3 separate regions of the Mus musculus genome follow, and all the other regions are linked to region 3. Evidence: chromatin contacts called from public promoter capture Hi-C data. All regions are on one chromosome and are shown on one strand. The core of a region is the stretch at or near the end of the contact, and the rest is flanking DNA. Distances in the headings are between cores, read along the strand shown.

Region 1 (2,938 bases), core at 149-2,648, 2.0 Mb before region 3:
AAGATGCCTAGCTGCGAGGCCTTTCCTCCTCGGATGTTAAATCCCAACTGAAAGACAAAAGGACACAGGATGCAGACTCAGCAGAGACATAAGAACAGGGACATCTATGTACTCAGAAGAAAAGGAGATGCTGTAGAAGTGCCACCTCTGCTTTTCTGGTCACCTACCTCCCAATCCACATCCACACCCCAACCATGGCCAATTTCTGGCATGGACCAAACGTTACTGGAATAAGAGCCCCTATAAGTTTACCTGAGCACCAGGAGGCTTCTTCAGTGTAACAATTCGGGGCAGAAACTGGGTCAACTCATTGTTGTAGTCTGGGTGGTACACTCTCTGCAAGATACAGCAATCCCCGAAATCTTATTCCCAGTCTTAGATGTGTTACATCTACCTTCTTTTAGAATACCAATAAACCAGATATATGTCAGGAATTGGTAAAGCCATTGACTCAGTTTACAAAGCACAGATAAAACAGTCCAGAGGAGTGGCTGTTTAGTCTCGGGACATGTTAGTGGCCCTATAGATCCCTAGTCCTTTCTTATTGACAGGATGGAAATTAAGGCTCTGAATTTTCAGAATTCACCAGTGTGAAGGGTTCTGGCATGGTGATTCTGCAAGAAGTCACCAGTGGGTCACTGTTGCTCAGAATTCACCTAAGATCCACTCTCCACTGAGTTTCCTAGCCCTGCTACTTTTTCTTTCATAGATCTCATGATTATTCAGGAATGCAGATGGCGCCCACCTCATGAGGAGGAATCCACGCTGGAGGGTTTTCATAGGCCGGCAGGAAAACCACAGGGTAGTCATCATAGGGAATCCGGTTGTCCATTTCAGGCAAAGCCCTGAAAAGGACGAATCAAAGGAAACGAAAATGATTTTAAAAAGGACCAAGCACTCTAAGTTCCAGAAAGCCTTCCAGCCGAGGGCCATTCCTTTATGGGACTAGCCCACAAGTAGGTGTTAAGATTGGGGAGGGGGGGTAGGGAGGAGAGGCAGGCTACAAAACAAAATAACAAAAACAAAAGACAAAAAAATTAATTTTTTAAGCACTCTAATGGCATGTTTGCATTTCTCACAATTCTACAAAAAACAATAGGTGTCACCACTTCCAACCTAGGAAAAGAGAATCTACACATCTACAAAGATCTACTTTAAAACAGCAAGGGAGTGCCAACTCTTAACTATCCCATAGGGATTGGGGCCAGACACAATCTCTAGAGGTGCTTAGTAAACGTGGTGTCCACAGACGGGTTCCGTCTACACGGGCTACCTTCTAGATCCAGGTCCTGCAACCCGCCCGAATCCCGCGCTCGCGACCACTTAACTCAGGGCCACCTCACCGGTAAGAAGGCCTCGGTCAGCGACAGCCAATTCGGCGTCGGAACCGGAAGCGGATGCTCCTACCACCCTGCCGGGGCGGAGCTCTCTTTGGGCGAGCCAGAGCTCCAGCCTCCTTGCGCGTCACGGTGTGCGTGCTCAAGTTCGTCTGCTTCTCACAGGCTGTACGCGCTCCGATTGGCTGGCGCCTCTGGGATCAATTTGAAACTTGGCGGTTAAAGCTCCGGTTGGAACAGGGCGCCAGGGAAGGTCGGTGAGAGGGACGTTTAGTTTGGTGAGTTACCCGGGCACCGCGTTAGCTCCGATTCTGCGCTTTGGAGCACTTTAGGGCTTGGGGTCGCGGTTGCTGTCTCTGCTGGAGTTTCCTTATTGCTGACGCCGCTTCGCCCTGCAGTATTGGGACTGACAAACCTTTAGGCGGTGGCCAAGAGTGACAGGACACCGTGATCCCGCTGGGAGGGAGAGTGCATCAGCGAGTTCCGAGCTCTCCCACCGCCTGAGAAGGGCCTTTCCACTCCTGCCAGCCTCCGGGGGCTCCTGGGAGAGCCGGCTTCACCCAGCACGGACACCTGCTGAGCTGGTACCATGAAAGAAGAGGTGAAGGGGATTCCCGTAAGAGTGGCACTGCGTTGTCGCCCCCTCGTCTCGAAAGAGATTAAGGAGGGCTGCCAGACGTGCCTTTCCTTTGTGCCCGGAGAGCCTCAGGTGGGTAGTCGAGTCTGGAGTGGCTTCCTCCACAGCTGAGGCTGAAAGGAGCGAGGGGCGTGGTCAGGCATTTTTTTTTTAATCCTTCCCCATCCTTGTCTCTTGCCTCTTGCAGGTGGTGGTTGGTAATGATAAATCATTTACCTACGATTTTGTGTTTGACCCCTCTACTGAACAGGAAGAGGTCTTTAATACAGCAGTAGCTCCACTCATAAAAGGCGTGTTTAAAGGTGAGGCTGTCTAATTCACTGGGCGTTTGTGTGTGTGTGGGTGGGTCATATAGGCACTACAAATAAGAGGAATGGATGAAACAGACTTCTGCCTTTAAAAACAGCCCACAGCCTAGTAACACATCCAGTTTATCTTTGACCTAGACATATTTTGTTGTCTTGGGACCTCACAGAGAACCTTTCATTTCAGCACTTGGGAGGCAAAGACTGATGTAGAAGCCATGGAGGGATGTTCCTTACTGGCTTCCTTCCCCTGGCTTGCTCAGCCTGTTCTCTTATAGAACCCAAGACTACCAGCCCAGGGATGGTCCCACCCACAAGGGGCCTTTCCCCCTTGATCACTAATTGAGAAAATGCCTTACAGTTGGATCTCATGGAGGTATTTCCTCAACTGAAGGTCCTTACTCTGTGATAACTCCAGCTGTGTCAAGTTGACACAAAACTAGCCAGTACAACCACCCTCCTTGATTTGGCTTATGCTGTGCTGGAAAGCAAACGCATGGCTTTGTGTATGCTAGACAAGTACTTTGCCAAGTGAGCTATAGGCCCAGACTTTATTGTAAAACTTGAAAACACTGTAGTTATAGTAGTTATAGAAATGTTGCAAGAACAGCATAAAGATGCCATTTTTTTCATAGAATCATTGGTAATAAGTTGTTGAT
Region 2 (3,146 bases), core at 397-2,896, 2.1 Mb before region 3:
ACCTGGTAACCTAAATTCGATTCCTAGAGTCCACATAAAGATGAAAAGAGAGAACTGACTCTATAGGGCTGTTCCCTAACCTCAACATGTGTGCCATGGCATGTGTGCCCAAATACGCATACAACCCAGGCACAATCCAATAACTAATAATACATTTTAAATACGTTTGCTTCAACTTTTCTTGCAGATTGGACCAGGAATGTAACTCAGTTGGTAGAGTTCTGTGTAGGTAGCACAAGGCTGGCTCTATGTTCAATCCCCAGCATAAACCACGTGTATGACTGTACTACTTTGCAGGTGTAACCATCACTCAGGAGGTAGAAACCATGGATCTCAAGTTCAATATCATCCTTACCTACATAGCAAGTTTGAGAACTTGTTTCAAAACAACAACAAAAAAATAATAACAAAAAAAATAGTTGGCATCTATTTTTAAAAACAAAGAAAATTTAAGAACGCATAACTGAATATACTAAAATACTATTATTGGGTGTGTGTGGTTCAACTGGTAGAGCGCTTGTGTAGAATGCACAAAGCCCTGAGTTCAATCCCTAGGAACCAAATGTGGTGACACGCTCTTGTAATCCCTGCACATGGGATTGGAAGGTAAAGGCCATCGCGCTTCAAAGCCAGACTGGATTACAAAAGACCCTGTCTCAAAAATATTATCATTCAACATATAGTCAAAGCGTTGAGATATTTTTACATGTTTTGATTATATAATCAAAATCTGACCTGTAATTTACTTTTACAACACATCTAAATTTAAGATAAGCACACCTGAGCACTAGGTAGCCAGCCATCTAGTATCTGCAAAGCTGAGCTGATTTCCAAAGAGATCGCTTTATTTTTCTATTTATATATCATGACTCTGGGTAACTTCAGTATGAAGGATAGCCAGAGGAGGTGCTAAGATGGCTCATAATCATTCTGGAAGGGAGATTTTATAAAACACTAGCTATTAATGCAGTGTGGTCCGTGCTGTATGCGTGCACAGAAGAAATCCGAACGGCGAGGTGAAAGGCACAGTATATGGGGAGAGAACCAAAGACTGCATAGAAGTGTGACCTGGAAAGAAAGTTCCAAGAAAGGAAGGCAGCCGGCTGTTGGTAGATAGGAGTTGCAAGTTTTCAAATGTTCCTGATCAAAGAGAAAGGTTTCACAGGGTGCTGGCTCAAAGGGTGTTCGAGTGTATAGGGGACAGAAGGTTGTGGCGCGGTGGGTGGGCATTGATCGAGAGCGCGACTTACAACTTCACGTCCTCTAGGGTAAGCAGACCCGGAAACCGAGAGAGTGGCCGCTGACTAGCAGGACTTTCCTTGGGGGAACGACTTGACTTCTCTGGCATAGCAGGCTCGTGGTTCTCCAAGCATGGAACACGTTCGCCTACTCACGCTGGCTGGAGTTTGGAAATCAGCCCCGCCACTCCTGTGCCTCAGAGTACTAGGAACTTGCAAGTCCACTTCTGGCCACGTGGAGCCCATCTTTAGTAAAACAGCACAGACGACTTTAAAACAAGCGGCTGGCTGAAAATGAGTCCCTGGAAACGGTTGCCAGGGCCAGAAAACTGCGATTCCCAGAAGTCATTTGGGAAGCTTTGGTAACAAGTCGCTGGCCAATGCACTACTGCTTCCTGTGTCGTGAGAGCTTTAGGGCTCGTCTTTATGGAGTTTACCTTTGACTTCGGTAGAAATTCTTCCGGGTTTCTTTCTTTCCACAAGATGGCAGCGTCTGAAGACGAGTTACTGCTGCCGCGGCTTCCGGAGCTCTTTGAAACAAGCAAAAAACTTCTGGAGGACGTGGAAGTAGCAACTGAACCCACCGGCTCCCGAACAATCCAGGATAAGGTGTCCAAAGGACTAGAACTCCTTGAGAAGGCTGCTGGAATGTTATCGCAGCTTGATTTGTTCAGGTACGGGGGAGAGGGCAGGAACCGCAGAGAAGGAATGGCTAGCAAGGGCAGAGCCATTGCACTTGGGTGGAAAGGACCTTTAAGGCTAAAACCGCGCGGTTCCTACTTGTTCACCCGTGTACATTCTTTCCATTCTCCACTTTTCTTCTGAGATGCTTAATATCCCAGAACAATGCTCCCTCGTGTACGGCTGACTGCCTGGTCCTTGGGTATGCAAGCTCAGCCACTTTCTTTTTAATCTGGCCAATGTCTTTGCACCACTCTCTCCCAGCCCTATTCTTCCCTAGAAGCAGGGGCCACGGCTTAATGCTCAACCAGGCTTCACGGCCTCCTCTTTGCTCTTTGCAGCCGAAATGAAGATCTGGAAGAGATTGCTTCCACCGACCTGAAGTACCTGATGGTGCCAGCGTTGCAAGGAGCCCTCACCATGAAACAAGTCAACCCCAGCAAGCGTCTAGATCATTTGCAGCGGGCTCGAGAACACTTCGTACATTTCTTAACTCAGTGTCATTGCTATCATGTGGCAGAGTTTCAGCTACCCCAAACCAAGACTAACTCAGCTGAAAATAATACTGCTAGCTCCTCCATGGCCTATCCAAATCTCGTTGCTATGGCATCTCAAAGACAGGCTAAAATAGAGAGGTGGGTCAATGGCTGTAATTTGAGGGCTGTAGTTGGGGGTGCATGTGTTTGTGTGGTGTGTGTGTGTGTGTGTGTGTGTGTGTACTACAGAATAGTGTATTTTATTTTCTTGGTTCTTAATGAACATAGACCCTGGTGAAAGCAAACTTTCCTGAATCTTAACAAGCCTTTGTGCCATTGTTGAGGGGGTTGTGCTAAAACTTCAGGACCACCCCCCCAGCCCCTCAACACACACCTTAGGGTCATCACTAGTAGCAGTGTTATTCTAACCATTAGGTTGATCAAAGTATACCACAACCTTTTCCATGTCACTGCATAATGCTGTTTGTATGGGGTAAATATTTCAAAAGTACACAATATCTTGAACTATTTACTGAGCAATTCTGTTCAGAATGCATACAGGCTGGGATGTCTAGCATCCTGAATTAATCATAGCCCTGGTACAGCATCATGTTAACCTTGATTTAACCTTAGAAAATTCCGTGAATGCCCAGTGTCTTAAGAACAAAGTTAGGCACTGGGGATACGAACTGATTGGGTGTTTGTATGAATGTGGGTGATCTTTGTGCTCTGTGGGGAAAAGTAGCGTAGA
Region 3 (2,941 bases), core at 430-2,929:
TAACTGACAATAAAAGCTGTACATATTTACTGTATACAACATGACGATTTGATACATACATGAATGTACTGTGAAATGACAATCAAGTTAATACATCTATTACCTCACTTTTTGATAGGAGGGATCTCCTCTCTCAGCAAGTTTCAACTATATATATATATATAATAAAGTAGTATGGACTAGTCAGTGTGCTGCTACTGCTGCTAATCAGCATTGCAGAACATATTTATATGAGATGAGAAAGTTTCTTCTATTTCCATGCACTATCTTAAGAATAAGGAAAGAGCTGGCTGAAAGCTTACAAGTCCAAAACACAGGTATTATTAAAATAAAGGCATTATTAGGGGTATTATCAAATGTAGTACTAAGGATGCCACTAAGTGCATTTTAAAAGAAAAATAAATATAAAAGTTAAATTCAACTAGCAACGAAAAGTCTGAAGTAAAGGAGTAGGAAAGAAATCTAGAAATATATACAGCCAGGTGCAGTGCCTTATAGCCTATAATTCTCCAGACTGACGCTCCTTCGAGGCCAGCTACATAGTGAGTTTCAGGCCATCGTGGGCTACAAAGACAGACTTGGTTTCAAAAACCAACAACTCCAAAGAGCACATATAAACCAGGTGCAGTGGCGCATACCTGTTACCCCAGCAATGGGGAGATGAAGCTCGAGGATGGGGAGTTTGAGGTCAGCATGGGCTACAAGGTAAAATCCTCTCAACAAAGGAAGAAATAAAACAACAACGGCTTAGGAAACAAACAAAAAAACCCACTGGCTTGTGGTCTGTTGTCCAAACTGTGAAGGCTATGGCAGGAAAATCCCAAGTTCAAGGCCAGCCTGAGCCACTGTGCAAAACTGTTTAAAAGTATGTACAAAGTGCCTTGACCTTCACAGTAGTCTAAGGTCTCTTAGGATGCTCTATGTTCTCATACATCTTTGGGGAAGTGGAGTGGAAGTAGATGGCCCAAACCTGGGGTGAGGGCAATAAAAAAGTGTTATTTCTTGAAACTCTGTCCCTGGAATCCTGCCATAGTTGGGAGGGTGGGGAGTTGGGGGAAGGGGTGGCATTCTGTCTGAGCTCAGAAACCATCACTCTGGAATCACTGCAGAGGGGTCGAGGGTGGGGGATTGTGATTCTCCATGCCACACTTTGATTTTACTCCAAGTTCAACATGCAACTTTCCTTCGGGATCCTTTAAGGTCTCTCCAGAGACAAATGCGTTCAGGGTTCACCCAGAGTCAGTGTCCGGAGCTCACACTTCACCCTTACCTACACTTACCTGATGGCACAGGATGGTCTGATGCACCAGCCGAGCATAGCCGTCCAGGCGGACTCCCGAGTTACTGCGGCTCCTCATGGTGCCACGTCCCTAATCCCCCACTGCACACACGGGAAGCTCGGACGCCAGGCCTACGGAAACCTTCTAAACGCTCCCTTGCTCGTGTGGCCAATGGTTCCCGCGCGTCACCTGGTTCCGGCGGCCTCAGAGTCCACTTCAGGCCGCGGCTCAGCCTCCCGCGGTCTAGGCTTCGGCCGGCAAAGACCCCGTCTCCACTCAGTCTCCCGTGGTCCCCGGGTGGCGCACCGGCATCCTCCGCTTGACTGAAGGAGACCGGGGCGGCCCTGAGACTGAAGGCCGGCGACAGCAGCGGGTCAGCGCCCCGGGTGCCGCCTCCCTTGGCGAGCGTGCGGGGGCGGGGCGTGGGTCCTGCAGCTGCGCGCTACGCCCACGGGCCAGTAGCCCGCCACCCTCCGCCCAGAATGTGTCGCCCGAGGCGCTGTGCTCTCCCCGCCCCCCCGGGGGAGTTATTTTCGAAACACTACAAGTGACTATTTTAATTTTGCACGGTTGTGCGCACAGGCTGTTGCTCTTACTTCTGAAGGACTAGTTTTAGGAACCCTCAGGAACTCTTCAAAACTGAGAGACTGGGACTGAACGATTCCATTTCCGGATCTTCAGGAGCAAAAAGTCGGATTAAGCGCCACACTCTGAAACCAACCAACCAACCAACCAACCAAATAAACACACAAACAAAAACCCCCAGCTCCCTAAGGAGTTCTTTAGCTCCTCCTTAAAGATGCGCGAATCCGCAGCGGTTAGGGAGCTTTGAGGAAGCAAGTGTCAGGCAGGCTGAGAGCAGAATAGGGAGCCAAGCAGTGGCTGAGGGTGCTCTTGATGGGACAGCTGACAGTGGGAGTTATCTGCTTTGGAAAGCTTCCTCGTAAAGTATAGGTGACTAGGCCCAAAGAACAAACATTCAGCTGAAATTAAAGTGACTGAGGAGGGCTGGGGAAGAAGGCTGCCGAGGATACAGTGAGGAGCTTGAGGAATCTGCCTCTGGCAGGCGGTCCCCAAAGGGCTTATGCTTCCGAGCTCTACTGTCCCAACCCCTAACCTTTACTCATAGCCCTCCCAAACTTCTTCTGGGCTCAGCAGGAGTACCACCTGCTTTCTGATTTGCCGGGTAAGAGAATAAGACTGTCTCTTGACCTTTCAAGTTCTAAATCTAAGCCTTCCTTGGCCACCTCACTCTGCCCACAGTGATTTTGCATTTTCGTTCTATTTTTTTTTTCCTCTCCTAAGTTTCTTCTCTTCTTACAAGCTGCCTCTGCGCCACTGCCACCTTTGTCTCTGCTGCAGCTTCTTCCTCAGGCAGTATAGCGTATAGTCAGGCACCTTGGAAGGTGACTAGTGAATATCTGATAATGGTGATGAAAGGTGAGTGCTCAAGTGCTCAGGTTGAACAGCCAGTCAATGATGCAGTTCAACACAGTGGCACGGACTTCTCCAGCAAATAGTTTCCCATTGCAGTCACAACCTACGCAAATGCGATGGCTGGCCAGTACAGCACTTCATGTCCTTAGTACACTGGGAAAGGGAGTTCGGTTTGGAGAGAACACCCTCCTGCCTATGCCCCTAACTCCCTGATATCTTGCCCT

The links. Promoter capture Hi-C pulls out the DNA fragments that hold promoters and counts their contacts.
Region 1: a promoter capture Hi-C map of pre-B cells shows a contact between it and region 3, with 5 times the contacts expected there. The contact joins the promoter of Pdzd11 here to the promoter of Phka1 in region 3. A contact is called at or near these places in 1 of 39 promoter capture datasets (pre-B cells) and 1 of 9 other capture datasets (liver).
Region 2: a promoter capture Hi-C map of pre-B cells shows a contact between it and region 3, with 2.4 times the contacts expected there. The contact joins the promoter of Igbp1 here to the promoter of Phka1 in region 3.

What each region holds. Positions count from the first base shown.
Region 1 is chrX:100,624,543-100,627,480 of GRCm38.p6, forward strand. It overlaps Pdzd11 (PDZ domain containing 11), which reads right to left and starts at 1,399. Exons shown (of 7, transcript NM_001356384.1): 1 at 1,344-1,399; 2 at 746-845; 3 at 253-336; 4 at 1-47. The coding sequence starts at 832. It overlaps Kif4 (kinesin family member 4), which reads left to right and starts at 1,523. Exons shown (of 30, transcript NM_008446.2): 1 at 1,523-2,046; 2 at 2,162-2,276. The coding sequence starts at 1,927.
Region 2 is chrX:100,492,645-100,495,790 of GRCm38.p6, forward strand. Igbp1 (immunoglobulin (CD79A) binding protein 1) reads left to right here and starts at 1,647. Exons shown (of 6, transcript NM_008784.3): 1 at 1,647-1,912; 2 at 2,261-2,554. The coding sequence starts at 1,722. It also overlaps a transcript of Awat2 not described here.
Region 3 is chrX:102,642,567-102,645,507 of GRCm38.p6, forward strand. It overlaps Phka1 (phosphorylase kinase alpha 1), which reads right to left and starts at 1,680. Exons shown (of 33, transcript NM_008832.2): 1 at 1,281-1,680. The coding sequence starts at 1,358.